2 separate regions of the Rattus norvegicus genome follow, and region 2 is linked to region 1. Evidence: chromatin contacts called from public Hi-C data. All regions are on one chromosome and are shown on one strand. Each heading gives the region's core, a stretch centred on a gene start, on an enhancer-like site or on the middle of the called end of the contact. The rest is flanking DNA. Distances are from core to core; before and after follow the strand shown. Region 1 has its middle 25 kb from the start of Endov. Region 2 overlaps Rptor (regulatory associated protein of MTOR, complex 1).

What was found. Hi-C and Micro-C count contacts between places; a contact is called where the count stands out from the background.
Region 2: a Hi-C map of frontal cortex shows a contact between it and region 1, with 1.6 times the contacts expected there. The contact joins two enhancer-like sites.

The regions. Positions count from the first base shown.
Region 1 is chr10:105,280,490-105,285,965 of GRCr8, forward strand. No RefSeq gene overlaps it. Among named protein-coding and RNA genes, the nearest start is that of Endov, 25 kb to the left of the region's middle. Within about 2 kb of position 2,847, at least 16 of the 93 cell types and tissues checked have an H3K27ac peak or open chromatin away from gene starts, as enhancers often do.
Region 2 is chr10:105,504,565-105,510,328 of GRCr8, forward strand. The region is part of intron 4 of Rptor (regulatory associated protein of MTOR, complex 1); the gene reads left to right. Among named protein-coding and RNA genes, the nearest start is that of Rptor, 130 kb to the left of the region's middle. Within about 2 kb of position 1,632, at least 24 of the 93 cell types and tissues checked have an H3K27ac peak or open chromatin away from gene starts, as enhancers often do.

The sequences.
Region 1 (5,476 bases), core at 1,597-4,096:
AGAGTTCCTGTACCAGCAGGCTAGGGCATGGCTCAGAGGTAAAGCGTTTGCCTAGCATGGATTTGACCCCCTATCCCTCACCCACACACACAAAAACAGCTCCTGTAGTGGTGGGAGCGCTGCTGGTAAGGTACAGAGACATCATTCCAGGTGTTTGCGGTGCCCTGTAGTGTTAGCTAGCTTCCCCTGACAGTTATGTAGAGCAAGGCCACCTTAGTTGATCAGCTTTCACAACTATAACAAAACACTGGAGAGAATGGTCTTAAAGAAAAGAAAGGTTTGTTTTGGCTCGTGGCCATGGGTACCAGTAACTTTGGAGCCTTTGAGGAGGCAACATGCCTTAGTCAGGAGCCAGGATTGGTCTCACGACAGCCAGAAAGCAAGGGAGTGAGGGAGCAGGGACCTGTGTTCCCCTTCGGGATCAATTCTCTGACGCCTCACCCAAGCCTCACCTCATAAAGGTCCAACACCTTCCCACAGTGCCAGAGAATGGGCAGAAAGCCGTCCACACCTGGGTCTCCAAGGTCCTATGGAGGAGATGGTCCAGCTCCAAAGGGCTGTCCCGCGGGCTGAAGCCAGGGCTAGGGCCCCAGTGATAGGGCAGAGGTTCAGTCTGAAGCTCTGTTGCCTCCCTTGGCTCTCACGCCCTAGGGCCCTGGCTCAGGAGCAGTCAGAACAACGCCTTGCTTATGGTCTCCCCTCCCTCTAGCTTAGTGGTTTGCAACCTGTGGGGGGGGGGGTCACGTGACCATTTTGCAGGCGTGGCATATCAGATGTTCTGAATATCGTATATTTACGTTGTGATTCATAACAGTTGAGACATTTACAGTTACGAAACAGGAACAAGAATAACGTTATGGTCGGGAGTCCCCGTAACTTGAGGGACTGCATTAAAGCATTCATGCCCTAGGCAATCCTTGTTCCCTCTGACTCTCTCTCCTCCAAAGGGAGCTAGGAGGAGCAGCAGACTGCGGTCATGCAGGGCCGGCCTGGTTACAGTCATACTCCAGATGACCTCCGATGGAAGCTAAGCAAAGCAGAAGTGGGCCCCGAGGGCTCATGGGGGCTGAGCTGAGCCTCTGGACTGACACTGTGGTCCAGGCATGGTTCTAACTCCACCATGAGGCTTCTCCCATGCCAGGGCATGCAGCCCACATACACTTCTTCCCCCGTTTGGTGACCCCAGGCAGTCCAGACCCTCTATCCAGGTGGCTGCAGCAGAAGCCCCAAGTACGGGGTTGGGGATTTAGCTCAGTGGTAGAGCGCTTGCCTAGGAAGCGCAAGGCCCTGGGTTCGGTCCCCAGCTCCGGAAAAAAAAAGAACCAAAAAAAAAAAAGAAGCCCCAAGTACTTCAGGGTTGGTGTTTCAGCCAAAGCCACAACATGGGTCCTGTAGCACGAGATAGATCAAAACCCAGCCAGAACCAGGAACATGAGCCTTAGCTCATTTTGGGGAAGGAGGACTTGTCACTAGAAGACAAGACTGTTTCAGAAAGTGGGTACCTGTGTGAGGACACAAAGGCCAGTACCTGATGTGAAGAGACTGAGCCTTGGTACCTCATGCAGCTTGGTCTCTGAGGCCTTAGGAAAACGCCATTCTACCTCCCAGACATCCTCATCCTCCACTGACAAGGAACAGTATGATTAAGGCTCCATTATTAACTTGCCAATCTTATTTCTGGGGCACAGCCGCTAACAGCTTAGGGGACCCACTTGGCATATAACGAGGTCTCCATGACAAATTACTTGGCTATCAATTAACTATCTGGGGAAATGTCAGGCAGGATCCGTCATGCTGGCAGGGGAGAGAGAGCCAATTAACCTGGAGCAGTCAATCCAATCCATGCCCAGCCTCCAGCAGGGCTGGAAATGAGGTGACAGAGCCTGCAGGGGCCCAGAGTGGGCAGAGCCTTCCTACCACCCCAGACGGACACAGGCTCTGTCCTCTCATTCATAACATGGTCACTGGTCATCTGCCTGAAAAGGTCTCGGCTGAGGGGACCAATGGTTGGGTCAGACCATTGCTGGGGAGGGATAACTGCACCACCAGTGTCTGTTGCATGACTGCAGGAAGCCAAGGGGTGACAACATCCTCAAGGTAAAGGGAACAAGCGATAGGGCTGTGAGATAAAGGGGTGGACGGACCCCAGAAACAGTGCTTGGGACAGAGAAGCAGAGAGCAGCCCGGATACTGCCTAAGGACAGGCTGCAGCACACTCGTCACATGGGACCATTGGTAACACACTGGCAGCTACCAGCAGAATCCTAGCTCTGCTTCTGGCAACCTGCAAGGCTCTGGGGTGGTCTCTGAATCTTTCTGGGGCTGTTTTTCCCCAGCCGTGATATTGGGAGGAATGAAACCCACTGAAGCTCTAGCTAAATTTGATTCCCTCCCTCGCTTTGGAGGTGCAGGCTTGACCCTGACTCCTGAAGGCCAGGGCAGGAGTCCTGGGAGGAGGAGATAGTCCTCCCAGATGAAGTGCACTAGCCCTTCAGCTGGCGTTATAAGCCACAAAGATGGAGGACTCTGGTGTCTCTGGACCTTTGGAGATTTGACTTTGCTTTTAGAAAGGCCCTCTGCGTTCTGGGGGGGGTGCCCACTCAGAACACTGCCCAGCCCCTGACACACCACACCCTGTGGCTTTGTCCCTGCTGGCCAGCCACTTTGTCCCGTCCACTCAGCAACCAGTGATTGGCAGCTGTCACTTCCCAGCCCCCAAGCCTCATGCCTATTCACGACACTGACATATGGCACCTCCGTGGGGGGCTGGAGGGAGCTGCTAGTTGAGAGAGTGCAGCGTGTCCCCATTCGAGCCCTGCTGAAGCAAAACAAATGCAAGATGCGAGGGGAGCAGAGGCGGCCTGGAGGCGTGAGTGCGCCTGCCTGCCTGCCTGTACGCCTGTGTCTGCACACTCGCCCTGCAGGGACGCTGAGAGGAGGACACAGGGTGAGCCCAGTGGAGAGGCTGCAAGGACTGGGCCTTCAGAGCCTCCCAGTGTCTCTACTGTGGGGTCCTGAGGAGTCAGGCTGTCTGTCCACTGCACCCCTCCACCCCCACCCCCAGGCAGGCTACAGTCCACGGGAGCATGCCAGAGATCTGCAGATCTTTGGGAATGTTCTTTTTGTGGTCATCACAATTCTAGCACCAATCCAGAGGGCTTCAGGCTCAACCAGTGTCTTGTCATCTTTTCGTTGTGTACTGGGATAGGGTCTCCCCCTGTAGCCCATGGCTGGGAACTCCTGCCCCAGCTCCCAATTACAGGTGTGGACCACCATACTCTGGAGATGCCATGGCCCACGAAGGTCCTGTCTCACACCTGGCCCACCTTCCATTACCCTGCTCCTGAGGCTGAAGAAGTGGGTTTGGCTTTCAGGAATCCTTGGCAGGGATGAGCCTAAGGGCTCTTTTCCCAGTCTGGGCCTGGAAACCAACTTGATACGTGTGCCCTGGAAATGCCAGTGTGTCCAGGAGCTGTGGCCCTGGAGGTTTAGAACAGTCTCCCAACCTTGCACTGTCACCTGTCCCCACTGGGGAGAGGGAAAAGACTGGAGATCGGGAGAGATAACACCACACTGTGGGCCTACCTCGGGGAGATACCTCCAAGTCGTGGGTGGGCCTGCCTCTGGGAGTTGAAGAGCTTCAGAGTGCTGCCTGTCAACCCCCTTCCCCAACTGGGAGGGGATTGAAACCCTCCAGACACTCCCGCCTCCAGCTGTCTGAGTGTCCTGACCTGCCAGGGAGCTCACTGTGGAAGAGCTTCCCTGACCCAGCAGTGTTGGGGCAGCCACAGCCCCTGCCCTGATGGGACAGGCTCAGGTTGACTGGGCACTGGGCCGACTATGTTTCAGGCACCGCTGTGCATTGAGGCATCTGCTGCCACCATCTCCGGGCAGATGGCTGCCACTGAGCTAAGTGTGTGCGGGGGAAGGGGTGCCATAGGAACCCCTTCCCGCAGGGAGCTTGGGGGCGGGAGAGGCAGGCACCCGCTAGAGCAAGCTAGGAGCAGACCACATCCAAAGGAGAGGCTGGGACCACGTGGACTCTGAGAGGGGCAAAGCCAATGGGTTTGTGAAGTCCTTGCCCATCTTCGGAAGAGAGGTGGGGTATCTCACAGAGCAGGGTTGACCTGTCCCATCAAACCTGGCGGGGTGGTCTTGGGCAACTCTTTTCTTCCAGGTTCCCGAAGCCTGACAGAAAACCATCTCCAGACATCTGCCAACTCCCAAACTTGAAGCTTCAGTAGGATGAGGGTGTCACCAGCACACAGACACTTGTCTGTTAGGGGGCGGTACAGTGAAGACACGTTAGCATACCCTACCAGGCTCACCCAAGGCTTTCTGAGGCTGGTCTTTGTGCTGTGTTAGTTGAGGTCACGGTGCCAGGCAAGGCTCTTTACCAACAGTCCCTACCCACACTGGTAGCAGCTGGAACCTCAGGGGCGAGGGTCTGCCCAGTCTTCTGGCCAGGATACTAGCTGAGGTCAGAGATCCACTCCTATCCCGACTATCCCCAAAGCAAAGCCTTCTGCACTCAGGACTTACAGAGGAAGAGCCAGGAACCCCAGTTCTCAAGGAAGAGATAAACAGAATCCATGCTGGAAAAAACAGAACCACATCCTGGTCCTCCAGGGACATTAGGAGGAACTGTGTGAAAGTCATCAAGGAAAGAGCAGGGCCCCAGCCAGCAAGAAGTCTTGCAGGTCCATCAGGTACCCCAGGTTCTAAGGTCTGTAGTCAGAACTCATAAGTCTGATGCGGCTCTCTTTGTTCCTCCAACCACCTTGTGATGGTTTATGGCTGTTGCCTCCTAAGACAGGGCTGAGGCAAGGCTCAGGAGGTCTGGGTGGCACCTGAGTCAGAGCTTCCCTTTGCAAGGCGGGGGCGGGGGAAGCTGGTCTGCCCCATGCCATCCCTAGCGTGTGGACCTATGAAGACTGCATTCTACAGAGATGCTGACTGGTGCCTCAGAAGTCCAGGGAGGGCAGGATGTGGGTCTCCCCTTCTTCCCCTTCTTCCCCTTCCCTCTACACCTAAGGTGGCTGCTCCTAGCTGGCCACGTACTCTCCAGCTCTTACCAAATGCCTCCTGCTGCCATGACTCAGCCCGGCTGTTACTCAGCCTCCCTTTTGCTGGCAGCGCCTTTTGTTTTTTGAATTTTAGTTTGTTTTGGTTTTTTTTTTTCAAAGTGTTAATACTGGCACTGAGCCAAGGCAGGGTGTCTCTCAGCGCTGGCCTCTACCTACGAGTGATCAGGAGTGGCTCTCCTGGTCATGATGGCTAAAGGTGGGCCATGATCAAACCCTAGGTCTAATCACCTGGGCACTGGAGACTTAGCCACCTCCAGAGAAAATTCAGGACCCGCCTCTGTCCCATTGTGGATTCGGCCAGATTCTACAGTTACTGGGACCTCCATCCATCCAAAGCCATCTTTCCTAGCTACCCCATGACCCAAGGAACCAACATGCCCTTGATATCA
Region 2 (5,764 bases), core at 382-2,881, 220 kb after region 1:
AGATGTGACTCAAGCTCAGTCAGGGACAGATAAGCAAGGCTCAGTTGGGGCGAGGCTGGTTTGAGCCCTCAGCTGAAGGCTCACACAGTGAGCAGACTGAATGCTGTGTGCTTTTTTGTCACGTTTAGGGGAGAAGCCTCTGCTACCTTGTATCTGGGGAGCATCATTCTGGCTGCTGTAGAGCCCAGCTCTGACAGCATGGTGCTCATTTGAAAGATGTAAAGAAGTTTCCATAATTCTGCCGTCCCTTTCAAGGCATTACACAGCCTTGGGAAATACAAGTGGTGCTCAGGACCTGCTGGGAATTGGGCAGTGAGTTGGTCCTTATCTGAGGTAGGTGAAGGTCACTCACGTGTGACATGAGCTGAGTAAATTCCCTGAAAGTTCAGGGAGGAGGGGACTGCCCAGAGACAGAAGCCCTATCCTAGGCCACGGTATGGCAGAGTGCAGTCTGATATCAAGTCAACACAGAGGGACCAGGGCCCCATGCTTTCACTTATGTGTCGGAGCTAAAAGATTGACCTGGAAGAAGTAGAAAGAAGTGTGATCGCTAGAGCATGGCCTGGGGTGGGGGATGGGAGGAGCTGGAGCCTGTCGCATAACTAGCAGAGAGGGCTTCAATGTTCCTGACATAAGGAGAGGCATTTTCTATGGTGACACACGAGACAGTTTAGAGACTAACAACTACACACCACATACATGCTGCACTCCGCCCCACGAGCACACGCATACTTGTTGGTTAAAATTATATTGTAAAAGGAAAATTTAAAAAGTACCTTGCAGGGGTGGGCAAGCCAATCAGTGGTGAGTGCGCTGTGCCCGCCTGTGAGAGCCTGAGTTGGATCCTTGGGTCTGACTCGGCAGGCAAGAACTGATGCCCAAAGGTTGTTTGGGCTGATGGTGCTCACTGTGCCTAGTGGTGCTACCTCATGGCTTGGCCACTTGCTGCTTCAGACTCTTTTTGGTCATCAGTAGATACCCCAGAGACACTTTGAAGCCTTGTACAAGTTGCATGTCCTTAACTTGGTCCTCTTCTGCACCCCAGTAGGGACACCACTGGCTTCTCTTCAAGCTGTTAGGTGGACTCATCGGCTTTTCATTTCCCTTACAGTTGGTTAGTAGTGGCTCACACTTTGTTTAGTGTTTGTGTTATGGTCTAATAATAGGATTTTTCTATTACAAATTTTATTCCATCATGGGCCCCCAGTATCAAGATGAATTTAGTATCTGATAAGGCCTGTCATCACGTCATATTGTGCTGTGTCCATTGTGTCATCATCCTTGTCCTCCTCTCCCCTTTCTCCCCCGCTCCCCTTCACACTATACCACAGGTCTCTCCTTGATTGTGTCCACCATTCTTTGAGCCTTCTTTGCAGTTCTTTAAGAGACTGCGAGTTCCTACAGTATTCCCTCTGGAATCAGCTCTGATGTGAGACATTTCCACACAGGTGCTAGGTCCACCCCAGAACCTTACTTATTAACAAAGATGTGAGCTCTTGGCATGTTTATCATCTTTGTGGTGGGTACAGTTGGGCACAGTTTTGCAAGGGCTAACCTGTGCTACATGGGTCCGTATCTGTGCATTTGTATGTTGTTGAAAATCCAAACTTTATGAGCAAGTGGAAAGGGAGAGACTTGGGGCCAGACTAGGGCTGAAGTTATTAAGATTTCAGATTTCTGTGGATGTTCTTGAATAGGCTAAATTCTTCATACTGTAGTGAATCTTACAGCAGATAAAAGGAAGGTGGGGTTGCAGGAAGCTGTTAGGTGATAGGTGATGCTTGAGGAGACAGATGGCGGAGGAATGCTTTCTGTGTCAGGAGGCAATTCTGCTTGTAGATACGTCAGAGACGGGGGAGGACAGTCTGTTCATTGGTGGATGAATCATAACAAAGGGGATGATGTAGGAAAATCGCATGTGCTGAGAGCAAGAGTCCTTGACTTGGCAATCCCAAGGAACCCTGCTTTCTCAGAAACGTGGGAGCTGAGGAAAGAAGGAAGAGAGGGAATGAAGAAAACGGGCTGCCTTACCGCTTGTGGCATGTGAATCAGCTGCTGTTCGAGCTTATTTCTGGGTGAGGAAGCAGGCCGAGTCCCCAGAGGCACAGGAGGCAGAACACACCAGCATCCCCCACCCCATTATAACTGCTTCTGACATCATCATACTGGGTGTTGAGAGAAACACCACCACAGCGTGTTTACCAGGTGTTACAGAGATCAGTTGGTAGCAATCATGATGGTATTTCTGTGAGTTTAATGCAATGGCCAAACCTGGGAGAGGCTACCTAGAGCCCCACGTCATCCTCTGCCTACCCACTGTCCACAGACACACCTGGGAGAAGTTTGAGAAGTGTGATGTGGTGGGATGTACGGGCTTCAACAGCCATCTCAGGCATTTGTGGGCGTCTCTGGGGTCAACACTCTTTAGAGGCATGATGGCACGCCTTTGCTGCATGTCAAAGCCACTGTTACGTGTGTCCCTTTTGCCTGTCCCGGGTGCACCAATGGAGGTGCCACTGTGCTGTCCTGACTGTCCCATTTAGTCCATGTACTTCACCAAGCTAGATCTCTCACCATTCACTCCCATGCAGTTCTGCTGGCCCTCCTGGGGTGGCCAGTTGGTCCTCTGTGCCTTGCTGTCTGCTCATTGCTGTGGCAGTGCCAGGCACAGGAGGTGTTTGGCATTGCCATTGCTCCATAGCAGATCAGAGCCTAGCTTCACTCTTCCCAGAAGTCTTACAGTGGTACAGTGCATATGCTCCTGGGGTCCGGCCCTTCCAAAGGTTGACCTGCCCTTTTGGGAGGTAGTCTCTGCACTGCTGTGGGCTGAGCTTTTTCCTGCTATAGCTGCTGTTATAGTTGACACAGTGTGCAGTGACAGTCTGATAAAGCAAGTGGTCTTTCCCTCTTGTGTTTAATAGAATCTGTCAGAGAAAGTGGATTTTAGTGAATACGTTATGTAAACCCATTTCTAGCTCTTTGATTAGGGCATCCCTGCTCTTTCAGTGCAGGTGGGCATGAAGCCAGCCCTCTGCTCGTACCCCGTATCTGTTCCTCAATCTCTGCTTCCCGGGGCCTCTGACTGCTGTGCTCGGCTACCGCCTGCCGTGGAGTGCTCGGGAACAGGCGTGTTCCCAAGGAATACTCAGCTCCTTTGGTTTGGTTCCTGCTGCCACTGGGTGTCGGTCCCCTGTGCCAAGGCTGTGCTTGCAGCTGCACTTGGCTGGTTTGCAGGGCCCTAATTCTGGCCTGGAGCTTGACAAACCCTTGGCAATCTTTTTGAGATGGGTTTTGGGAGCCCATGAGCTTGTTAGTGAGGATTAGCTTTCAAAGGTCATTCTCCTCATGGTGATTTAATAGAGTGGGCTCTGTTGTCCCAGGGGACCATAGCCTTCTGATTATGTTGTCTCACTAAACCATACAGCTAACGGTTTTGATGAGATTGTCCCCTCTTTCAGCCGAGGTTTTCCTTAAGTGGCATTCAGCAACATCTGCAGATCCTTTGGACGGTCAGGGCTAAGTGGTTCTGGCCTGGGTTGATGAAAGCCAGGGGTGCTGCTGTACATGGTGCAGTGCACACTTCTGTGCAGTGTATGGATGTGGAGAAATGTCACTGTGGTGACAGACCACTGAGGAATCTGCTTCTAGGCCTTAGGTGTGTGGCGTATTTAAGTCGTCCACTGTGGGAGGCACCTGTGGGTGGGATACAGCAGAAGTCCTCCATAACTCAAGGCGCAGGCCAGTGAGCACCAAGGTCTAGGGTGTGTTCCATGCTGCCTTGTGGGTGGGTACCGGCTCTTAGGGAGCCCTTATGGGAGAAGGCTCTTAGGATCTGGGTGGTGCCCTGACCTTGCTGTTGCATCGTGGAAGATGGGAGGGCAGACGGACGTTATTAAGGGTTTCCCTAATATGTCTGTCCTTTATTACTTGAGTAAATCAATACTTAGTAACTTGATGATTTAGAAATGTAAATGCAACTTTGCATTTGGGCAAATGTAAAGAACAGACTCATTCATTTCATGTTTGTTTGCTGGTTGTGGGATGTATGGGCTGGCACCTGGAACACAACATAGGTGACAGTGTCTCTGGCCATCCATCAGCAGCTGCACAGACCTGGTGAGCTGCATTCATTCCTCTTGGGGCCTACGGTGTGTGTGATGTGTGAACAGCTGACTCGGGTTGCAGTGGTCCTCACTGCTGCTGTTGTGCTCTGCACGGTACAGGGTCACTTTTAGTCCCTAGGCAGCCAGAACTGGGGAGACCTTTCCAGCCTCACCAATGAGGAACATTTCCCCATGTTCATATACTGCAGCTTGGGAAGGACGTAGAAGCCAATCACTCAGATCCCAAGGCATGCCCACTTCCTCCCTTGCAGTGGTCTGTGTGCATCCTGCCTGGTAAAGAGTCTTACAGGACATCTACATAAAAGGAATGGCTGTGATGTGTCCTTCCTGAACACAGAGCCTGCCACAGAATGGGGACTGTCCTTTATTTAGTCAGCTCATCCATCAGTGTTGTAGCTACTTCATTGTCTGGGTGTGCAGAGCAGTGCTGACATGGCCAGGTGAACTACCTCACATCTACGACTCTTCCTTTGACACACAGTGTGTGTGTGTGTGTGTGTGTGTGTGTGCGCGTGCGCGCGCGCATGCATGTGTGAATGATGCTCTGAAGTTTATATTTGAAAGTCATTAGGAGGCCACCCATACCTTTTCATGACTATAAAGACACATTCTGCTTATCATGGGGCACAGCACTCACTAGAGTAAGGGAGAGTGAGCTCTCTTCTGCCTCTTAGGTTGGATTGTCTGTTGGTTTGTTTTTGTTTGGCCACCCAGTCTTGATGTGTTGGCTAGTCTAAGTTCCTGGGCTCGTGTAGTCCTTCTGCCTCAGCCTCTTAAGTAGCTAGGACCACAGGCTTTGCCTCCCTGTCTGGCTTGTTTATTGACTCTCTTATGAGAGCTCTGTGAGGATCCAGGTAATCTGTAGGTTAAGTGGGTGTCTTTATTTGGGGCCTGGGCTTTTCAGCCTAGTGTTGGCCTCCTTTGACTCTTGTCCTATAAGACTGGCCAGGATCTAGGTCCCAAGGTGAGCACTAAGGACACTTGTGGTTGGGATGTGGGACGTTGAACTCTAGTCACGTGTCACTGGGCAGCAAAGGAAACATGGTGTGTCTTCACTCAGGGTTCTCCTGCATAGAAGGGCAGAAAATAGACACCAGGCCACAGTTGGGTCAGTCTTATTAGTACAAACTCCAAACACCCTTCAGTGTTCCCTGTACAAATGCTAGAGTTCCTGTAGAGACATGTGGAAGCTGACAAATGGGATAGAGTTTTTTGCCTTTTTTTTTTTTTTTTTTCCGTTTTTTTGAGACAGGGTTTCTCTGTGTAGCCCTGGCTGCCCTGGAACCTGGCTGGCCTCTACTCAGAGATCCTCCTGCCTCTGCCTTCTTAGTGCTGGGATTAAAGGTGTGCACCTCTATCCATGGTTGGAGATTTTCAAAGTTTGATCAGTACTAACAAGTCGTCTTCCAAAATGTTTTATTAATTTCTACTCCCACCAACACTAAGTTCAACACATCTCTGTCATCATGAAGCATTATTTATTTTTTTGTCTTTCCTTTCATTCTGCTGAAGAAAATCAGATGGAGTTGTGTAGGTTGGTGGATAAATTGACCCTCTCTTTTCCGACTGACTGGTGCACGGCCCTTCCTAATCACCACCATTCATGTGTGCTGTGTGTTTTGTTTGCTGCTGTTCTGACC